Linked DNA regions of Mus musculus: region 2 is linked to region 1. Evidence: chromatin contacts called from public promoter capture Hi-C data. All regions are on one chromosome and are shown on one strand. Each heading gives the region's core, a stretch centred on a gene start, on an enhancer-like site or on the middle of the called end of the contact. The rest is flanking DNA. Distances are from core to core; before and after follow the strand shown. Region 1 holds the start of Tecpr2 (tectonin beta-propeller repeat containing 2). Region 2 holds the start of Atp5mpl (ATP synthase membrane subunit 6.8PL).

Region 1 (6,397 bases), core at 2,540-5,039:
AGCCAAAGCTTGAAAGGTTCAGAAACCTGTCCAAGCCACAGAACTAATACAACAGAAATCTACACTATGAGAGCTGCACTGTCTAAACACTAGCCATCATAAATTTATAGCCTTACAAGGACCACACAGCTTTGACTAGGAGATGTCTGTTCTCAGGATCAGGCAACACTAGCACCCTAGTGCACAAACCCACAGGATCCAATCAAATGCAAACAGCATGGCTGGCAGACAAAGCCAGTTAGCCACTGGCTATTACCTTTCAAAGCAGGTAGAGCACTGTATGAGCACAGGGCTCTGATAATAAGGAGCAGGAGTAATAAGATTGCAGCAGGGTATGACAGCCCAGCCCTTCTGAGGCTCCCCAGTTAGAGGCCAGTGAGGACTACAAAGTGAGCTTCAGACCAGCCTGGGCTACATGGTGGGCACTGGCTCAAAAACACAAACAACAGCAACAACAACGCCAAGAATGCATTATATGGATCACAAAAATTCTCTTTTAATGTTGGTTTTACCATTATAAACAGCATAGAAATATATCCAAAAATATTCTTGGAAAGCTTTTATTTTTAATATTTTATCATCACCACCACCACCACCACCACCACCACCACCACCACCACCACAGGTATGGGTGTTTTGCCTGCTTATGTGTCTGTGTACAATGTGTATACCTGGTACCTGCAGAGGCCAGAAGAAGGTATTGGATCCCCTGGAACTGAAATAACAGACAGTTATGAGCCACCATCTACTAGGACTCAAACTCAGGTCCTCTGCAAGAGCAACAAGTACTTTTAACTGCTGAGCCATCTCTCCAGCCCCTAGTTTTAATTTTTAATTATATTGCAAGTGCCATTGAAGCTCAGAAGAGGGCATCAGTGCCTCTGGACTCAGAGTTAGAAGTGGCTATGAACCACTTGAGATGGATGCTGGGAACCTAACTCAAGTCTTCTGAAAGAGCAACAAGTGCTCTTAACCACTGAGCTGTTTCTCCAGACCCTTGGAAACATTTAAAAGTAGAAAAAGGCTAGTCCAGTGGAAGTGAATTAGCAATACTAACAAGGGTTTCAAGAAGTGAAAAATTTTAAATGCATTGTCAAACTGTTTTCCATAGCTGTCATAATGACTTTTGCTTTAAACATGTTTTCTTGAAAGACACGGAGAGGTCAGTAAGTCACAGCATTAGGTGCAGTTCTGGGTTACTAAGAACTCAAGTCATGAGGTTTGCAAGGCAAGTGCCCTTACCTGATAAGGCACCATGCTGGTCCCCTAAATGAGCTTGTAACCCTAGGACACGGAAGTAAAGAGAGGATGAACACTATAAACTCAAGGCCAGCTTGGCTTACACTGACAGTTTACACACCAATCAAAGTCTACACAGCAAGATTCTGCCAACCCCCACGTCTAACAGACAAACTACAACAAAGAATAGAAACATCCAATAGGCTACAGTACAATCAACACTCAACACATACTTGTTGGGTTAATCTCTCTCAAACCCCCTGTGCTGAGCCACATATGGTGGTGCACACCTACAATTCAAGCACTCAGGAGGCTGAGGCAGGAGCATCTCTCCAAGCTGTAGACAGTCTGGTCTTTATAGTGAGATCCTGTCCCCCAAAAGAAAACAAACAAAATTCTATGCCACATTGCCCCAAGACCACAGCAAAGATTCACTGGAAATCTCGTGACCAGATCCGAAGGCTACATTCATGGGAAACATACATTCTGAAGCTGCTTCTGTCTCAATAATCCAGAGAAAACACCACCAAACCAGATGGGCTGGCACACGCTTTTAGTTCCAGCCAGAGGCAGGCAGGATCTTTGAATTCAAAGTTGGCCTGAGTTCCAGGACAGCCACACCTATACAGAGAAACCCTGTCTTGGAAAACAACAACAACCCTAAATAAAACAAACCACCACCTAATTTCTTCTTCTGATTCTACCACACTCCCTGTCCCTAACGTCCATTCTTATTAATATAACCATCTCCTAATTTGTTCTTCACCTTTCTAAATTCAAGATCATTGTTGTCGTCTGCTTTCTTCCTCCTCTCCACTAAGTGCCAGCAGCTATTTTGTTTAAATTAGAGGCTACTATGAATGGACTCCGAGCTCTTCAACCCCAAAAGATAACTTCCCTAAGAAAAACTGAAAACCAACCCAATAAGAACCAGTCTTCCATTGAAAAAGACAATGTGGCTACATCAAAACAACTGCTTAGGGCTCTCGGAGAGGTAGCTCAGCCTGTAACACAGGGTATCCCTTCCAGAGGACCAGAGTTCAATTCCCAGCACCCACATGGCAGCTAACTTCCAGGGCATCTGATACCCTCTTCTGACCTCAGTAGGCACTTCACACACGTGGGTACACAAAAACACATGGAGGCAAGACATCCATTCACATAAAACACGATTTTTAAAAGTTACGGGGTGGGGGGGGGGAGTGAACCCCTGAAGGACTTTATTTCATTTTACCCATCCATGATTCCCAAACCAGACGGGATTCTCAGGTTTGAAATCTCAAGAGCTAGACTCCAACCTTCCTGAGGGAGTGACTAGGTGTGAAGTGTAAGCATACACCCCTAGGGCCTGGCCCAGCAACTGGCATGAGGGAAGTCTAGTAAACACTCAATGAATGAACAAACACGGGCTGTAAGTCAGGTTGCAAAAACAAACAAAATGATCACAGGTATATCAGCATTACAGCTGGGTGCGAGTAGGTACAAAAAGTGTAACAGCTTCGAAGACAAGGACTCTCTGGCGATAAGAGACTAGAGCAACTTCATACCTAGGACCTGATTTCCCACAACTCCCTGCTCCAAAAGTTTTCAAAACCTTGGCTGCAAATGATCATTCCAGTCAACGACAAAACGATACACCTCACATGCTGCCAACAAATGGAACAGAAAAATACCTGAATATCGGTGAGAAAGAAAGGAAGCACAAAGGGTAGGAAAGAAAAGTAAAGACGGAGATGGAAAGAAATGGGAAACCAGAGACTTAAGGGACTAGAGGAAAAAGCAGCGAAGCCCACAGAGCCGTGTGGGTGACAGCAGAGACTAACCTTGATCATATTCAGTCAGACCCTGGACGGTCGGCTGTGCATGCATGCACTGACCCATTTAATCCTCCACTATCCCAAGATAAAAACTTATCATTTTACGGATGACGAAACTGAAGCTAGGAAGTTGACACTTGCTCCAGTAAACGGGTAGGAAGGGGAAGCGCAATGACCTGACCCCGAGTCTGACCCAGGGTCACCCCATTCACTGTCCATTCCGCCTCGGGGGCCACACCGGGAGGCATTCGGTATCCATTTAACCAACCCTTACTCAACTCCTACTGGGCGGCCAAGCCAGCGGCAATGTAAGGGATCCAGCTGAGGATCGGGGGGACAGAACAGAACGCAATGTCAATCTCCAGGCTGAGGAGCCTGGAGCCGGCCGCGAGAGGGATGCAGGGTGGGGCAGGAGGGGAGGAGCGAGGGGAGCCGGGACGCCAGGGCGGCCCGGGGCGGTGTGCGAACGCTGCGACGCCCGGTGCTCTGCACAGACTCCGGCTGACAGATGCGCCGCGTGCGGCGGCTGCCAGGGGGACGGCGACGCGGCTGTGGAGACGCTGAGGGGCTGAGACAGGGGAAGGCGGCTCTGCCAGGGGGAGGAAAGGCGAGGGGCGGCGTCGGGGACGTCGGAGGCGTCCGGCACCCGCCCGCGCGCTCCCGAACTCACCTCCCGCGGCAGCCCCTCAGGACACCTCAGCCCCGCCAACCCGGAGGAGGCGGGATGGACTCCGGGCCGCAGGGGCTGCTGGGAGCCTGTTGCCTAGGCAACGGGTTAGGCCTCAGAGAGTAGCAGTGACTCCGCGGAGGGCTAGAGCGGCAGAGCCACAAGTGTGGGCGGGCCCAAGGACGGAAGTGACGTCACTTCCTCAGTTCGCAGGCGGGTTTTTGGGTCTTCTCAGGAATCTACCTGTGGGCCGCCGCATGGAAGGTGCGTGACAGTGCTGTGTTTCCCTAGTTGTGGGGGCTGCAGGTCGTGGACGTGGTCATGAGGGGTGGGAGGGTGGGTGGGGGAGGTCATGAGTCCGCGCGCGACGTGACATGCAGGGCGCGCCTGGACCTCGTGGGCTGCCGGGAGCCTTGTTCATTACGGTGTGAGTGTCGTCTGAGTGCGGTGATGTGCGTGAAGTGTCAGTGGTGTGACGCTCAGAGCATCCCTGAGCACATTGGAGCCAAGCCTGACGTGCCAGCCCCTCGGAGAACCCTTCCCTAAACTCCGGCATTCAGTAAGACGGGCCGTGGAGCTTGCAGTGTGTAATAAAGGCTGTCTCTGTCGGTTCGTGTCGCATGGGTCAGTGCGTTAGCGTATGGCTTGCTGAGTCCCGTTTTGCTTTGGTAGCTTACAAGAGGTAAGCAGCTAAACTGCTGTGCCTCTCTCTCTACCAGCTGCCCTGCGACTCACATTACTGACATCTCCCCATTTGTCTCTGAGTGTCTAGAAGTCAGAGCTGTGCTTTTGGTTCCTAAGTGGGTCCGGCAAACTTAGTCAGCCGTGATCCTCACCCTTAGGGACCCCTACCGAAGAAGGACGAATGTAATGCAGGAGGTGAGAGCAGTTCCTCCATGGAGCCCGTTTGATTCTCAATCAGCTGTGTGTGCAAGTTATGGGAGGGAACAAGACATAACTCCTACTGTGGTTGAACTCAGTCCTGCGGAGAAAATAGAATTAAGAAATAGAAGAAATTGACTCACTAGGGGATGTGATGACAGCCAACGAATAGGAGATAATATGTCTACTGCAGTGACTCGTAATGCAACCAGGGGTGGAAGTGGGGGCGGCGGCGGCGGGGGTTGGGGGGGGAGAGTCCAGGAAGACTTCTTGATGGAAATAACTGTTCAACTTGCTTCCTGTTGCCATGGTAAAATACCGTCACCAAAAAGCATCTTGGGAAGGAAAGGGTTTATTTGTCTTACCCTTCCAGGTCCCAATCCATCTATGAAGGAACTCGGTAGGAACCCAAGCAGAACCAGAGGCAGGAGCCATGAAGAATAGCTGCTTACTGGCTTGCTTTTTCCTAGGATTTTCTTCTCCGTGTATAATACCTACATTTATGTAAACGTACCATGTGTCAGCTGTATCCACAGGGGCCAGAAGAGGACATGGTATCTTCTGGAATAGGAATCTCAGCTGATTGTAAGCCTCTTTTGGGTGCTAGGTCCGCAGAGCCATCTCCAGCCCCTCAGATCGTTTCTTACACAGCCCAGGACCAATTGCCCAAGGGCTGCGGCACCACAGAGAGTTAGGCCCTTGTACATCATTCACCATGCAGACATCCTCACGAACAGTTGTTACACTGTGGTTCTCTCTTCCCAGGTTGACCAAGTTAACCACAAAAGTAACCAGGACAATGACTTCCCTTTTTGCATTTAACTATTGCAAATATATTTATTGCAACTTACAGATAAGTTAGCAATTATATACAAGTAGAATTTTAGCTATAAATTCTGGTTGCGTTTAAATTTGGAAGTCAGAAGAAGAGAGTCTCAAAATAGTATAGTCTCCTAAAGAAGGTTTTGTTAAATTACAGAAAAATAAAACTGGAAGCTGAAGATTTTTTGGCTCGGTTCTAGAGCATTGGAATTTAGATCTCCACATGACACTGGGCAGCTCTCAAACACCTGTAACTCCAGCTCCAGGCCACCAGTCACCCTTCTGGCCTCAGCAGCCACTCCCACACATTCACACACATAAAAACAGATCTTTAAAAATGAAATCTGCCCCGGAAGCTCTTAGGGAGTAGCACTAATGGGTGTGAGTTTGTTGGAGGACATGTCACAGTGGGTGGGCTTTAAGGTTTCAGATAGTCAAGCCAGACCCAATGTCTCTTTCTGCTGCCTGCTGAACTAATTGTAGAACTCTCAGCTAACTTCTCCAGCACCAGGTCTGCCTGCCATGCTTCCCACCATTAGGATAATCGATTATACCTGTGAACTGTAAGCCAGCCCCAATTAAATGTTGTCCTTTATAAGGGTTGCTATGGTCCTTGGCATCTCTTTACAGCAATAAAACCCTAACAACAAAAAAAATAGGGGGGCAGAGGCAGGTGGATTTCTGAGTTCGAGGCCAGCCTGGTCTACAGAGTGAGTTCCAGAACAGCCAGGGCTACATAGAGAAACCCTATTTCGAAGAACTAACTAACTAAATAAATAATCTGATCATTTAGATGTGAAGATACAATTAAAAGTTATATTTCATGTCTTAAAGGTGGACATTGTACCTGTGTGTGCAAGCCTTTCATGTGTTGCTGCGTTGACACTTTTACCATATGGAATTTAACATATGGAATCCTCCACTAAAAACCCAAAGAATTTTCTTTCCTTAAAGGCTGGCTGCCTGGCTT
Region 2 (6,047 bases), core at 2,878-5,377, 1.1 Mb before region 1:
CCACAAGGACTAACCTCAGCTGGAGCTGGACCACAAACCATGGAGATTGTAACCTTATGCCTACAGGACCACCAAAGCACTCACTGAACCATGGTCTCATTGCCTCAAAGTAGGGTAGCTCTTAGTGTTCTCTTCTTACATGGCCCAAAGATCAGGCAATTCTTAAAAGGCTCGTAAGCTCTAGGTCAAGTGAAGACTATTGGATACCTCTGGGGCAGATTGGGTTTATTCTCAAAGCAGCTTGAGGTTGCAAACAGCTAACAACAACACTTGGCAATGAAAGATCTGCTAAATAGCAAGAGAAACTGCTTAAGTTTTGCCCACATTTTAAATTCAAAATGCAACATTAGGTGCTTCGAATGAATCTGCTGGGATAACCTGTAACATTTTGAAATTTTAGATGACTTAGGGTGTTTTGGACTTGAGATTAAATTAAAAGTTTGTTGATTTCCTGGTTAGAAACTTTGTCTTCAGATAGCTTACTATGATTCTCCTCGTGATAGTTCACAACTGTAATCCTAGCACTTGGGAGCCTGAAACAGTTTGCCAGCCTGAGCGACAGAGGAAAGAGATTATCTCAAAAGAAAAAAAAATCAAAGTAAAATATTCTTTTTGAAACACATCTTAACCCTGAGTTATCTCTCAAGACCCTCTTTACACTCTTAATAGTGACTGGAGACCCTAAAGAGCTTTTGTTTATGGCTTAATATCTGTCTACAGGGGGATGACAACCAAGAAGTTTTATGTATTCGTCCAAATAATTTTCAGTTGTCGGTTTGGCACAGCCCAGAGTTATCTGAAGAAGTCTTGATCAGCGACTGTCTGAGGGACTACACAGATCAGATTGGCTTGTGGCCATGTCCGTCAGAGAAAGTCTTGATAAGTGATGTGTGAGTCCACTGTGGGAGGCACTATTCCTAGGCAGGTAGAGCTGAGCATCCCTTTTCCATGGTTCCTGCTTCTGCTCCTGCCTGGAGTCCCTGGCTTGACTTCCCTCAGTGATAGATTCTGACTTTTAAGTGTTGAGTTTAACCCTTTCCCCTCCAAATTCCATTAATCAGAATATTTTTTTGCAGGGACAGAATTCAAAGTAAGACAGTATTGATAACTTAAACTAGCAATTAAAAACTCACTTGATGTCAGGCATTATTGTTTTATGAAAAATCACTGTATTTTCCAAGAGCCTCGTGTGTAAGAGAAACACTTAAAATTTTATATTTCATATAAATTTTTTCATAAATTACAATTTTATATTTTTACTTACAGGTATGTATGGGTGTATGGTACGTGTGAGTGCAGTGCCCATAGGGGCCAGGAGAGGACAATAGATCCCTCCTGGAGCTGGAGATAAGGGCAGCTGTGAACTGCCTAACATGGGTGCTGGGAACCATACTCTGGTACTCTGGTAGAACAACCGCTGCTCTTAACTGCTGAGTCATCTCTCCAGTCCCAGAGTGACACTTAGAAATCTTCACCAGTCCCTTAGTGTCTAACTGAATAGAAGACAACATCTTTTCTGTCTCTGTGTTAACACTATATGACATCACAAGTCCCACAGCCTCTGGAAAATTCCATTGTGCACATGAGAGAATTCTAGCAAGAAAAGGCAAATGTTACTATTGTGGTGAAAAGTTTTGGTCCTCAGAGGCCTTAGAAATCACTAAGCCTGCAGATGCTCTGTTAGTAATTATTCCTTTATTCTCAACTTGTTCAAAACTGTACTTCACCTTTACTAAATGCTAATTTTCCTATAAGGAGAATCCTGAGGAACAGTCATTTAACATCATCATTAGGTGTTAGGGTTTTGTTGTTTGGCAGTGCTGGGTCTGGAACCCAGGACCCTCACACACGCTAAGCAAGCGCCCTTCCACTGATCTGCAGCCCCAGCCCTCAGCTCTAGTTTTGTCACGTGACTTCCAGACTTTCATTTCTCTGTCTGCTTGATTCCACTAAGATGTTTTGGAGCCTTTTTGTTTTTGTTTTTGTTTTTTTTTAATATTCCTTTTACAAAATTCTCAGTCAGCTATTAGCTCTTCAAATATTTCTACCCTATTCCTCATTGATTTCTTAGACCCAGTTAGCTGTATGATGGAGGGTAAAGCTCAGTTGTAGAGTTTATATCTTGTTCTAGGTACCCACCTATGGTTTCAGCACCATGAGAGGAAAAAGCTGGATAAAGTGGCCCACTCTTGTAATTCTAGCACTAGAGACTGAGGCAGGAGAATTGTCATGAGTTTGAAGCCATACTTAGACACAGGCAAAACACGTATGCATAAAATAATAGTGATTTTAAACTAAAGCAATAAAGTGGTGTTATCAAGACAGTTCAGTGGGTAAAGATGCCTGACAGCTTCGCTCCCCGGACCTCCACATGGGCCCCATGGCACTGGGGATTGTTCCCCACTCTCATCCACGTAATAATATTTGTTAAGGGAAAAAAAAGTAAAGAGAAAAGGAGGGAGGAGGAAAGCGCTAGCTGCTCTGGGCCGAGGGGACTGGGCTCCTTCTGTGTGTGCGACACCTTTGTCTTCCCTTGCTTGTCTGGGTTCCTGACTAGCTCTTCTGTGTTCTGCTTGGGTAATGGCTATACATGCCTAATTTGTTTTAACCCAATAGGTGGCTTTCTTTTGTTCAGTTTCTGTTCAGATGTCAGTCATTTCTTAAACAGAAGTCTGAGGCTGAAGAGATGCCTTAGTGACTCAGGGCATTTGTTGCTCTTCCAAAGGACCCAGGTTCAAATCCCAGCACCAGTGTGATAGAACACAAACATCCATAATGCTGGTTACAGGGTATCCAATGCCTTCTAACTTCTGAGAGCGAACAGGCACATACTTGGTACACAGACATAGATGTGAGCAAAACACTCATACACATAAAAAAAAAAACTTAAAAAAAAACTAAAAAAAAAAGCAATAACAATTTTTGTTCATTTGTTTTGGTTTTGTTTTCTAAAAACCAAACCAGGGTTTCAGGATGCTCTTAAAACCCTAATCATCTTCCTCTACTGTCCAAGTGCTAGGATTATATCACGACACACCCAGCTAGCATGCTTATTTAAAACATAAAACCTTAGGTCCAGTCCCTAGCGTTCCTGCAGAAGTCTCTGCAACGCTTTACAACAATTTTAATGATAATTACTATGCACAGCATGGCTGCTTAATCAAATATTAGAGCAAAAATTTTTGTAGCAATACAGGGGGAAATGGCAAGAAATGCCAAAAGCCTGGCATAGTGGTGCAGGCCTTTAATCCAAGAAGACAGGAGGCAGAGGCAGGCAAATCCCTGAGTGTGAGGCCAGCCTGGGCTACATAACAAGTTACAGAAAGACCTATCTCAAAAAAAAAAAAAATTCAAGTAAAGAGGGTTTCCCCTTGTCACTGTTGCTTTATTTCCTTTGCTCTTATTGTTTGTTGGAGGGGAGAGGGGAGGAGGAGGGAGTGTGAGAGTCTCACTAAGTAGCCCAGGCTATCAAACTCAATAGACCCACAGCCCCACGCTCCACCCTCCACCCTGTGCCTCTGCCCCTTAAACGCTGGGATGAAAGACCCGAGCCACTATGTCTGGCCTTTGGTCTGATTGGTTGTTTTTGTTTTTGTTTTTTCTTTTTTTTTAGACAGGTTCTCACTGTGTAGCTCTGGCTGTCCTGGAACTCACTAAAAAAAATAGACTAGGCTTGAACTCTCAGCGATCTTCCTGCCTCTGCCTCCTGAGTGCTGGGACTAAAGGTATGCACCAACACACGCGAATTTTGGTTTAGGTTTTCAGGCTGGCCTGAAAGTCACATTTATCCTGCTGCTTCTGCCTCCTGAGGGCTAGGATTAAAGCCATAAACCATGTAAAAGGGGCTTTATTTACTTATTTACTTAAGGACAATTTGTCCGGATTATCTACTGTCCTGGTTTCAGCACTGAAAGTCCTCTGTTCCTGGAAACCCACAAACCCTGGGAAATCTGGTCAGTTTTATGACACCTAGAAACACAGTAGGCTTCTCCCAGCTCCTCCTGGTTTGGACTAATCCCTTCCGAAGCTTGTAACACCCGGGCGACCACTGGGGGCGCTGTGGTGCGCAGGCGCGGAAGGCCGGGCAGCCGGCGTCTGGTGTCTCCGCTCCTTCCGCTTTCCCAGCAGGCCCTGCGCGGCGCCTGCGTGCTCTGTGACCTTTCCCATTCTGTAGCAGAATTTGGTGTTGCCTGTGGTCTTGGTCCCGCGGAGGTAAGAGCGGAACCTGGGCTTTTTGCTGTGTTCCCAACCCGGGGGACTAAGGAGGGTCCGGGACCGGGTGCGGTGGGGCCCAGGTAGATCGCGGGCGAAGGACTCTGCGATACACGCTGACCTTGGGTCAGCCCCTGCGCCGCCTACTACAGGGAGGGTCCACCGGGTTCCCCGCGACTGTGACGGAGAGAGTGCCCGGCTGAGTCATCCAGACTGCGGGGGTGTCCGGGGTCAGTCCTCCAGATCCCCAAGAGTCCCCCAAGAGTGTCCGGGACTCCATCACGCCGAGGGCAGGGATGTGCACGGCGTTCAGTCCTCCACACTGCGAAGGTGTTTCTGGAGTTAGTCTTCCTGATTGTATGAGGGGAGGGGTGGTTGTCAGTCCCTTGGACAGATAAGACTTTGCTCAGACATCAATTTCTATGCGAAAGAGGGATTACTCCTCAAGACTTGGAGGGCCAGGGGCCCTAGTATCATCCTCACAGAAGTTGTCCAGGAGCTAGATTCTAGTGGAGGTCCACTCAGCATGGACTGTGTCCTTGTGCTGACACTTGGATGAACCTGTGTAACTATAGGCTCTGGCAAAGGGGCATGCCACCATCAACTGTGAGCATCTTGTTACCTACTCAAGTTACTCAGGGAGGGATGCAGCTAAAAATCCGTGCCAAGAAACATCACTTCAAAGCCAGTGCCTTCTTTCCATTATTCCACAGGTTTCTTCCAAGTTAGGTTTTGGCAAGGCCGATGTTTGAAAATGTATGAAACCACATTATAAACCTCAGACATGTTCCCCTCTTTACAGTGTGCTGCCAGGTAATAGCTTGCTGTTACTGTCACTTTCACAAACTCTGCAGGCATAGGCAGTCTCAGTAGACAGCCATTTGACCTTCGAGTAGGATGATCTTTTATTGAATCTGGTATTGTAAAACTAACAACTGGGAAATATGGTTAGCCAGAGAAACTTAGGTGGGAAGAGTAGAGGCCACACTGAGTACAGGGAACATGTCACTTGTGTAGTCAAATACAACCAAACTGACCAAAATGGAAGTCCAGGAGCAAGAGACAAAGGGGTGGGGGTGGGGTGTAAATGTACTGGATAGCAGGCCTTCACTGTGTCGGGACTCATGGCAGTTTAGAATAAGGACACAGTGCCAGGATGCCTCGATGCTGAGGAGAACACCAAGACCACTGAAGTCCCTCCACATCCTCTGTTTACCTTTTCCTTCCAGACCCTCCTGTGACACCACATTCTTTTTCAGGGTGTGGGAGGTCAAGACAAGTTTTCTCTGTGCCCTGACCATCCTGGAACTCCGTTTGTAGATAAACCAGGCTGGCCTTGAATTGAGAAAGATCCCCCTGCCTCTACCTTCCAAATGCTAGGATTAAAGTCAATCGCTGATATCATACCAGTCTTGATACAGCTCAACACTTCTGCACAGCCTATGAGATGAAACCTCTTTAAGTACTTTCTTAGAATCCCAGTGGCCTGGGACTTGCTGCTTTCTATTGGGTTTTTGTAGCAATTCCTTGCTATTGATTTGATCATTTCCTGAGTGCTCACTGTGCACCACGTGCCATTCTGGATCCATTCATTGTTGTTTGGGGACGGGGTGGGGGATATCTTTGTTTTTGTCTTTTGAGACAGGTTCTTGCTGTGTAGCCCTGGCTATCTATGTAGCCCTGGCTATCATGTAGACCAGGCTGGCTTTGAACTTACAGAGTGCTGGTTGGCTGGGATTAAAGGCTTGTGCTGCCACCTCCCAGCTAGGGTCCTTTATTTTTTAAGAGTCTGTCGAGCAAGTAGGAGGTCCATGATTGATGAAGAGATCTGACAA

Evidence for each region. Promoter capture Hi-C pulls out the DNA fragments that hold promoters and counts their contacts.
Region 2: a promoter capture Hi-C map of liver shows a contact between it and region 1, with 2.8 times the contacts expected there. The contact joins the promoter of Atp5mpl here to the promoter of Tecpr2 in region 1. A contact is called at or near these places in 2 of 39 promoter capture datasets (erythroid cells and liver) and 2 of 9 other capture datasets (liver and pancreatic islet).

What each region holds. Positions count from the first base shown.
Region 1 is chr12:110,886,656-110,893,052 of GRCm38.p6, reverse strand. It overlaps Tecpr2 (tectonin beta-propeller repeat containing 2), which reads right to left and starts at 3,789. Exons shown (of 20, transcript NM_001289510.1): 1 at 3,727-3,789. Cinp (cyclin-dependent kinase 2 interacting protein) reads left to right here and starts at 3,908. Exons shown (of 5, transcript NM_026048.4): 1 at 3,908-3,987. The coding sequence starts at 3,981.
Region 2 is chr12:111,965,089-111,971,135 of GRCm38.p6, reverse strand. It overlaps Atp5mpl (ATP synthase membrane subunit 6.8PL), which reads left to right and starts at 4,127. Exons shown (of 4, transcript NM_027360.3): 1 at 4,127-4,212.